2 separate regions of the Mus musculus genome follow, and region 1 is linked to region 2. Evidence: chromatin contacts called from public Hi-C data. All regions are on one chromosome and are shown on one strand. Each heading gives the region's core, a stretch centred on a gene start, on an enhancer-like site or on the middle of the called end of the contact. The rest is flanking DNA. Distances are from core to core; before and after follow the strand shown. Region 1 has its middle 15 kb from the start of Tec. Region 2 overlaps Tec (tec protein tyrosine kinase).

What was found. Hi-C and Micro-C count contacts between places; a contact is called where the count stands out from the background.
Region 1: a contact with region 2 is called in a Hi-C map of bone marrow-derived macrophages, with 2.2 times the contacts expected there. The contact joins two enhancer-like sites. A contact is called at or near these places in 3 of 39 promoter capture datasets (the C10 cell line, liver and neutrophils), 1 of 15 datasets of contacts at CTCF or cohesin (large pre-B cells), 8 of 484 Hi-C or Micro-C datasets (B cells, ECoMG myeloid progenitors, bone marrow-derived dendritic cells and 4 more) and 4 of 115 datasets of contacts at active chromatin or transcription factors (the HPC-7 cell line, acute myeloid leukemia, embryonic stem cells and 1 more).

The regions. Positions count from the first base shown.
Region 1 is chr5:72,881,260-72,886,082 of GRCm38.p6, reverse strand. No RefSeq gene overlaps it. Among named protein-coding and RNA genes, the nearest start is that of Tec, 15 kb to the right of the region's middle. Within about 2 kb of position 3,487, at least 22 of the 459 cell types and tissues checked have an H3K27ac peak or open chromatin away from gene starts, as enhancers often do. A contact at or near this core is called in acute myeloid leukemia and bone marrow-derived macrophages, where this site is marked.
Region 2 is chr5:72,800,974-72,805,944 of GRCm38.p6, reverse strand. All of the region lies in intron 3 of Tec (tec protein tyrosine kinase), which reads left to right. Among named protein-coding and RNA genes, the nearest start is that of Txk, 51 kb to the right of the region's middle. Within about 2 kb of position 2,839, at least 113 of the 459 cell types and tissues checked have an H3K27ac peak or open chromatin away from gene starts, as enhancers often do. A contact at or near this core is called in acute myeloid leukemia and bone marrow-derived macrophages, where this site is marked.

The sequences.
Region 1 (4,823 bases), core at 2,238-4,737, 79 kb before region 2:
TTTCAGAGGACGTTTTTCCATGGACTAGATCCAGTAGCCTACATGATGGAGTCACCTGACTGACTGCAGATGAAATTTACTGTTTTCTATTGCCCTTACATTCACCCCTGAAATAAACATTTGAATACCTACCTGGGACATGTATTTAAAGATATTTCTTTTTCTTTTGCTTGTTTGTTTGTTTTGCTTTGCTTTTTAATAAGCCAGCAGTTCTTAACCTGTGGGTCATGACCCTTTGGGAGGCTGAACGACCCTTTCACAGGGGTCACATATCAGATATCCTGCATATCAGATATTTACATTATGATTCATAACACTAGCAAATTACAGTTATGAAGTAGCAATGAAAATAAATGGTGTGTGTGTGGGGGGGGGTGTCACCACATCATGAGGAAGTATATCAAAGGGTCATAGCATTAGGAAGGCTGAGAACCACTGCGTATAAGCCATCTTCTGTTGTCAGTTTTAGGGTCTAAATAGCAACACCTTAGAATTCTGTGACAACTAAATTTCGAAAGACTGTAGCTACATTAACTCTTTGATATACATGTATGCAAACTATGGTTGATAAATGACCTCAGGGGTGCAGTCTCTCTCACAGTCACTTTGTAGGGGGAGAAAGCAATAGAAGGAAGAGGGCCCCTCTCCTAGATGGGGTCAGCTCAATGTGTTCAGCTGGCAGGGACATGTCTCTTCTTAAAATGTGTGGAGACTACCCGCACACTTTAGAGTCCTTCCATGGCTGTATATCAGCCCTATGGAAAGGTTGGATCTGGCGGGTCCCGCCATTTTTTTCTAGACTTCTGGATTCCCTTGTAACTTGGTGGGATGGCCGTCCTTTCAAGCATGCGCAGCCAGACAGCTTTCGTTCCATTCTAGGATTCTAACCCTTCCTGACAGGAGCTCTGTTGTCAACAATGGTTTCCCACCCACTGAATCTCACAGCCATACATAAGGGTGTGCAGAAGCTGGCTGTCTTTATTATGTTTTTAGATGTACTTATTTTTATGTGCATGTCTGCCTGCACATATGTATGGTCGCCGCGTGTATGCCTTGTGCCCACAGAGGTCAGAAGAGGGTAGCAGAATCTCTGCAGCTGGAGCTCTGGATGGCTATAGGTTACCATGTGTGTGCCAGGAACAGAACCTGGGCCCTCTGGAAGAGGAGCAGATGCTCTTAACCACCCAGCCATTTCTCCAGGCCCCAGTCGGTGTCTTGTTTTTCACATTCAGAAGTAGACATTGCTGACCCTACCTAGATGGTAGATCTCTTTGTTTCACAACCCCCAAGGAATACCAAGTCATGAATCATTATGGTGTGGGGGAATAAAAGACATGACAATGTCGCCGGGCGGTGGTGGCGCACGCCTTTAATCCCAGCACTTGGGAGGCAGAGACAGGTGGATTTCTGAGTTCGAGGCCAGCCTGGTCTACAAAGTGAGTTCCAGGACAGCCAAGACTATACAGAGAAACCTTGTCTCGAAAAACCAAAAAAAAAAAAAAAAGACATGACAATGTCGCAAAGATATCTCATCATACGTCATCTGAGTATAATGTCTCACAGGAAGAAATGGTTATGTCCTGACAGTGAAAGGGACAGGAAAATGTTTTGATACCATGAACAAAGCCATACAAAATGAAAGCCCCTACACAGACACCAAGAAAGAATGCACAGCCCTCCACTGCTCATCTTGTGCATGTTTAGTCTGGTGAGTTATGGGCAAGATGTTATTGCTGGGTTTTCTAAAATGCTTGTAATCACCGTCATAAGTAGGGGGAAATGAATTTACTGGGACAAACAGAGAAATCTTTCATGGTATGTTAATACACTTCCTTGAACAGAAGAAGAAGAAGAAGAAGAAGAAGAAGAAGAAGAAGAAGAAGAAGAAGAAGAAGAAGAAGAAGAAGAAGAAGAAGAAGAAGAACAAGAAGAACAAGAAGAACAAGAAGAAGAGGAAACTTTGACATTTATAAAGAGCCTATTCTGTGGTAAGCCATTCTAGAGGTTTATTAACTGTCTTGTCAGGGAGTGTTTCTGTCATTAACTCTCTTCTGCTATATTTTAATGTCTCTAATTTCTGGCTGAAGTCCTAGCTGTTTATTTTACCAATGTTATAACTGTGGTTAACCACGGGGGAAAGTATCCTTATGCAATAATGTAACTAACAACATGTTGGCTAAAGTATCACATGCTCTTTGGAAGTATGACAGATTATGTAAACTTCCATCTTAGGGCATTGTGAGATGTGGGGATAGGCACGAACTGAACTGTTTGCTTTTGCTGCCTTAGCGCCTATTGCTTTCCTTTTCTTTTTGCTACCATAGTTCTTTCTCTTCTCTTCTCTTCTCTTCTCTTCTCTTCTCTTCTCTTCTCTTCTCTTCTCTTCTCTTCTCTTCTCTTCTCTTCTTTTCTTTTCTTTTCTTTTCTTTTCTTTTCTTCAAGACAGGGTTTCTCTGTGTAGCCATGGCTGTTTGGAACTCACTCTGTAGACCAGGCTGGCCTCGAACTCAGAAATCCACCTGCCTCTGCTTCCCAAGTGCTGGGATTAAAGGCGTGCACCACCACTGCCCGGCTGCTACCACAGTTCTTAAGCTTATAGGTTATTTACTCAGTCATTACACTTTATGATTTTAAATTGGTTTTACTGATCATTTTCTACTAATCTGAATGATTTGAAATAGCTGGAGTTTTTATTTTATTTTATTTTATTTTATTTTATGTGTATTTGTATTTTGCCTGCATGTGTGAGGGTGTCAGATTCCCTGGAACTGCAGTTGCAGACAGTTGTTAGCTGCTATGCAGGTGCTGGGAATTGAAGCCAGGTCTTCAGGAAGAGCAGCCAGTGCTCTTAACCATGGATCCATCTTCCTAGACCCTAGCTGGAGTTTCAAAAAGTCTCTGCATTAAAATCTAGATGAGGACTTGTGTTATTAATTATTTTTATAATTATATTAATACTATCTTTATTTATAATTTATAATATATTTATAATTTATAAATATAATTAATGTTATAATTATAAATATAAATTATTTTAATCTAATATTTTGTGCATATATGTGCACTTTGTGTATTCAGAAGTTAGAAGAGGACATTGGATTCCCTGGAACTGGAGTTCCAGGTGACTGTGAGCCACCTGGTGGGTGCTGAGTGTGGAACCTGGATCCCTTGTCAGGGCAACAAGTGCTCCTGACTCGGAGCCATCTCTCCAGCCCCTCTTGTACTATTTGAAAAAACAAAACAAAACAAAACAAACAACAACAACAACAACAACAAAACCCAAAAAACCAGTCTTCCCTCTCAATTAGATGATTTTTGACTGGAGTATATTTAACCCCTCCATTGATAAATGTGTATCTTTCTGTGGGTTTATGATTAACTGACTCACAAGTGGCAAAAAAGTCAGAACACAGTATTCATAGCCTAGACGGACTAGCCTAATTATACTAGACCTATGTCATCCAAGGCCAACAGAGTTGCACAGTCATGTGGACCAGTTCAGATAGCAGAGCTGTGTGGCAGTTCTTGCTCAAGATGACAGAGTGTATGCTATTTTTACGAGTAGTGGAGATAATGGGAAAACTAACTCTATGCTTTAAATAGTCCTTTCCACACTCCATATTGACTTTGCACATGGCCTGAAGGAAAATAGAATTTAGCTATAGTAGATATACTCCGGGGGCAGTTAGTTGACAACCAGGCACTTTGAAAGCTTGAGTTGTAAGAATTTATTAGGAGAAAAAGAGGAAAGCAGGACCAGTTCTCTAAGTTGGCAGTCTTCAGCATAATGTGCAGAGCACTGTGTAGTTTCAGGAATGCCCAAAGGGAGTGAGCGGCTGGCCCAGACCTCTGTGTGTGCACTCTGGGATGTCCCAGTTTGGGGAATCTGTTCTGGGACTAGGTTTGAGGTTTTTCCAAATTCTGTCTGAAGGCGTGTGGGGTGACTTTAAGGGTACTAAAGGGATCTCATGAAATATAAGACGACTAGAAATTCTGTCAGGTCACAGGTGAGCCTGTGGAAAGCTACAATGTTTTCCAAGGTGAAACACGTTTCCCAAAGGGTGATTCAGAGGGTGTGATTTCCCCACCCACTTTTCAGGGACATGAATATTACAGCGTGAACACATTGCTCAGCGTGGTCCTGATACGAGTCACGGTTCTCTAGAAGAACGCGAGCCATACTATATATATATTTATATTATCAGAAGGAATGTATAAACGGCTTACATACTTGGAGGTTCAATAGTCCCCACAGTAGCCACCAGTAGGAAGGAGATCTGGAGAAATTCCAGATCTAAAAGCTGGAAGCCTCAGAAAAACAAAACAAAACAAAACAAAACACAACAACAACAACAACAACAACATCAACAACAACAAGAACAACCAGACCTGAGATGAGGCCGGAGGCAAAAGCTGGGGGTGTAAACATCTCGGCAGGGCTACAGGTCCAAGTTCCTGTTGTCAGTACCACAAAACCTCACCCGCTAAAAGCACCTCCCAGTGTGACCACACCTGTTGTTCCCTCCTACTTTTCTGTCCTATTAGAGGATACCACCACATTGAAGGTGGAGAGAGGGTGGAATGGATGTTTTTGGGGACTGGGAGGTGGGAGGGTGGAAGGGATACTCTTGGATGCTTCCGAACTTCGGAAACCCCCAGGGACTGGAAGGGTAGCGCACACAAGGTCCAGTGGTTCCTTCCACGCAGTTCTGCCATGAGTTGAGAAACTTAGGTAGCAAAAGTTTTCCTACAGGACTAAGGCGGAGCCTAGCGGGTGGGAGTAATAAGCTATCACAGTTCAATACCTTCTACCTGGAAGCGCA
Region 2 (4,971 bases), core at 1,590-4,089:
CTTTCTTGCCATTCTCCTCGTTTACCTTCTTTACCGTGGCCCAAGATGACAACTTGCGCTTTAGCCATCTTATCCCAGTGGAAGCCGCAAGAAGCAGGAGAGGTGGGTGGGCAGGAGGAGCTGTCTCGCGCCAGAGCCAGCTCCCTTTAGCAACCTTCTCTTGTGTTTCACACAGAGCCTTTTCATCAACCATATTGGTGAGAACTTAGCCACATGATGAGATTGAGGTACAAACTCTTTTATATTCTTGACAACTGCATACCTTCCCCAGAGTGGGTGCCGTTAGTAAGAAAATGGGCATTGTGGTAGACAACTAGCAGCCACTGTATATCCACTTTCCTCCATCTACTGTGCACAGTGGCTCTGACCAGTGATAAATGGACAAAGAGAATCATGTGCTTCCCTAAGACTTGATAGGAACATCCTATGATTCCCGTCTGCATCCCAGAAGGGAAACCACTGGCTACCCTGCTCCCAGGGACCTGTATCCCGGCTTCTCTTCACTTCCCCTCCACTCTTCTGAGTTCTGATCCTCAAAGGTTTCAGTGCCTCCCACACCCCACTGTGGAGTCTAGGCATTGGCTGCTCCCTCTTTCTAGAACACACGTCCCTCAGTTGACTGACTCAGAGCTATCTATTTCAAATCTCAGCTCAGTGACCCCATCTTCTCTAATTCTACTCCGTTTTCCCTGCTTAGGGTAGGTTTCCCTGTGTGGAACTGGGATGCAGCTCATTGGAGTGGATGTGCTAGCATGCTGCAGGGCCTAGGTTCAATCTTTAGGTATCACCTGAAACAACAACTCAACACCGTATATGTATATATCTCCCTGTGTGATGGAATTTTCCATCTTTATGTTACTTGTCTCTTTTAACACATGGGTAGGTTTTAATTTACTATTTTAATTTATTATCAGCATGATTATATTATCTTCTTTCTCTGGAGAATTTGGGATTCAGGACTAAGGAGGCCTGTGTGCAGACTTCTTTTGTGTCACGTCTCTGGAAAGGAGAACGGGAGAGAGAAGCCTTGCCTGGTCATCAGAGATACAGAGCAGGACTCAGAGCCATATTTAGAGCCATCCTACCATGCTCACTTGCTGCTGTCTGTTCTTAGGGAGGTGGTTCCCTAAGGGCACAAGTTCTAATCTTTAGAGCCACACAGCTATGTTTGTAGCAGTGGCAGCAGGCATTGGAGCAAACTCGAGTCTCAATTTCTTCACATGTCAGTGGAGCAAACACCCTCTCTGCAAGGCTCTATGTACATACTAACCTGTTGGAATATTCCAGATTCCTCTCACTGTGGCTTAGAAGACAAGGAGATGGTGGAAACAGAGATGGAGGTGAACAGCTTCCCTCCATCAAATACTTACACAGCACGTAGAGAAGGGGGCAAAGCCTCTTCTTCTCTGCTTATTTTAGTTTTTTTCTGGCAGAGACCCTAAAAATTAGATAAGCAGTAATCCTTCCCAGTGCGTGGGCACTTCCATAGGAAAAGGAAGATGGAAAGATGGCAGTTAAAGCTAAAAGCTCGTGCTCTGGGAGACAAGCTGTAAAACTGTGACAAGCGGATGCGGCTTTGGCTAGCCCAAGAAGCAAAGATGGATAAAGGTGACCTGCACAGGGCGTGCATGCATATGAGTTGCTTTTGTGTTGTGCCAGAACACCTGACAGAGAAGCTTAGGAGAAGAAAGATGAATTCGGCTTAGAGTTTTAGTCTGTTGTGTCAGGGAAAGCTGCTCTCTGGTAGAGGGAGTGTGTAGTAGACAGAGCTCTTTACAGCAGCCAGACCAGGAAAGCAAGAGAGCAGTATCCAAAGCAGGGCTAGACTGGAACCCAAGGCATGACTCCCATGACCCACCATCACCTATGGTTCTCAACCTCTGGGTCCTAACTCCCACAGGGGCCACACATCAGATATCCTGCACCTCAGTTGTTTACATTATGATTCACGGCAGTAGCAAAATTCCTGTTAGGAAGTAGCAACAAAACAATTGTATGGTTGGGGGTCAGCACAACATGGGGAACTGTATGAAAGGCTTGCAGCCTTTCAATATAGCACAGCCTGGTACTTAAACGTACGCCTTTGGGAACATTTTCCCAACAATACACATGGTTCTCTGTCAGCTCCTTGTCCAAGGTGATGGGGACATGTTTCTTACTATGGCTGTGGAGACACTCCCCACCGGGGGGGGGCGGGTGTGGGGGGGGACTTCAGGAAGAGAGTGCAGGTCAGTGTGCCTTGCCTGTATTTGATATTTCCAGTGCTTTCTAACAGAGAATTGTCCTATCCATCCCTGTCTACTGGGGGTGGCATTCCATGTGAAAATATGTCCCAGACTATGACGCGGAATCAGAAGGGAAGCACAGGCAGGGTGATCCCAGAGCCACCCACACCAGTGTTTCTCAACCTGTGGGTCTTGACCCATCTGGGGGTCGCATCTCAGGTATCTTGCATGTCAGATGCTTACATTACAATTCATACCAGTAGCAAACTAACAGTTAGGAAATAGCAACAAGATAATGTTAATGCTTGGGGGTCAGCACAACATGAGGAAATGTATTAAAGGGTCACAAAAGGTTGAGAATCACTGCTCTATGCTGTGTTACCCCTGGATAAGTCTCTGATCCCCTTTGGCTGGCCAAATTGTGCATTTGCACAGGAGTCTACCGTGCACTAATGCTGCTATTTGCTAGCATCCGAGGCCATCTTAGAGCCTGCCTGAGTGGTATGTGCGTGCCTTTCAACTCTTACTGCTTGAGTGAAGAGGAGAAGCTTTAGCCAAAGGTGTCCCCTGCTTTTGTTCACAGAGTGCTCCTGGCCTCTGGGTGAGTCAGCCCCCTGCTCTGGTTTCAAGCTGTAAGTGAGACAGCTTAAATAAGCTCAAAGGCTAAAAATAGCCCAGTCACATGAACCGTCAGTCATCTTTTTTAGAGAAGATTTGCAAAACCCGAGGAAGTCAAGGTAAATTGGTTGAAAACAACAGATGTTGAAGCCAGACAGGATGGCACAGGCCTGCCTCTGGGAAACAGATGTAGGAGGATTGCTGTGAGTTCGAGTCTAGCCTGATCTACAGAGTTTCAGGGCAGTCAGGACTTTATAGCTAGACCCTGTGTTAGAAAAACAAAACAAAAGAAGAAGGAAGAGGAGGAGGAGGAGGGGGGGGGAGGAGGAGGAGGAAAAGAGCAGATGTTGGTGGACAGTGGTCATTTCTGTTTCCTCTTAAAATCTTAGAGAACTTACTTTATCCCCCATGTCCCAAGCTGGACTCTCATTTCATTTTATTTGGTAAGGCAGCTGATGTTTGATACCTGACCTCCCGTGAGCCTCACTGGAGTCTTGAAGGTTGCAGTGAGTGAGTCTTTCCTTATGTCTAGGATCCAGTGCTGCACCTTTCCTAGGCCTCCTGTGGTTTTAGAGTATTAGTAGCTAACTTAAGGTAGCACTTGCCATGTTCCCGTAATACAACCAATTTAAGCTTATCCCAACTAGTTTACAAACAAATGAGACTCAGACTATGGTTATTTTATTTGGCTTTGACAATTACTACGGAGTAACCCCTAATCTACTCTTCTAACTGCTGGCTTGGCTACCTCCCCAGCGGTGTACCCCAAAATACTTGCTATTTCTCCTGGCCATGTGCTCATGGTCCATCTTCCCCCATGGCGGCTTCCTCTGTCCTCCTTCCTCCTTCTCCCCCTGGTCTCTACTCCTCCAACCAGGTCAGTCTAAACCCACCTACCTCTAATCCCTCCAGTAATCGGCTGTAGCCAATTTTATTTAACTAGTAGTTTTAAATCAGGGGGAAAAGTTTTGCACAAAAGCTTGTACACATGAGAAATTACTCATAGGTCTAGACCTTTGGTAGCATTACAGTACCTAGCAGCAGACCAAACCTCAACACAGCTTTTCCCCTAATGCAACAGGAATTGACAGTTTAAATTCTTACTACAAGCCAACAGAGTTCTTGATGCTGTTACTCATCGCATTTTATAGCTAGGGGAAGAGGTACAGGGAGCTTGGATCAGTTGTTCAAGAAGAGTCCAGACGCTGGCCACTTCCCACTTCAGCTCCCCAGGTACAAGCACTCATTTCTTTATTTCTCGTGCGCGCGCGTGCATGTGTGTGTGTGTGTGTGTGTGTGTGTGTGTGTGTGTAGGGTTCTGCAGAGCAAACTAAGGCCCCGTTACTTATAAAGCAAGCACATCACCAACTGATGTCCTCAGCTTTACTTTGATGCATCTTAATGTACCAGTCACCCGGATACTTAAAGTTTCTAGTCCTGGCAGAGCATCTTGGAAACTACATCTCTCCAACTCCCCATGCTTTGTGCCTCCCACAGTCTTTCTTCTTTTCTTTTTTGGGGGAAACTCTTATCTGTGATTCAAGGTCTGATTCAGGGAAGTGTCTCCCTCATGAGGATTTCTCTGATCTGTCCCCTGGACCAATGAACCTCTTCCTGGGTCCCACTGCTATATCCCACCCCACTATAGAAGTTCTTCGTCCTTGGTTGTCTGGTTAACAGTTCCCTGTATCTTACCAGTAGAAGCTGTATAAATGTTGGGTAATGAAGCTGGAAGGAAGAAGATGTAGGAGAGAGAACAGGTAGTGTAAAGGGATTCAATTGTTAGTCCCTATTTATTGTCCTTCCCAAGAAGCATGTAACTTTGATTTAGAAGTGGACACTCAGTGTGAACCCCCATCCTTTCATGACAAAACGTTTGATAAATCATGATGTTTACATTCATAATCTCCATAAGCCATGTAATCATTTTGGCAATCAAAATTGCCTATAATGTAAAATGATTACCCCTATTCTAGGTTAGTTAGGTGAATCTAGCTAATTAAAGCTAATCAAATTCAAACATTTTCCTGGGTCAACACCAGATATCATTGCACTTTGTTGGAAGCTAGTGGTGGCCACACCACACGTGCCTCTGCCTGTTACCTGTTCAGTCCAGCACAGGTAGTAG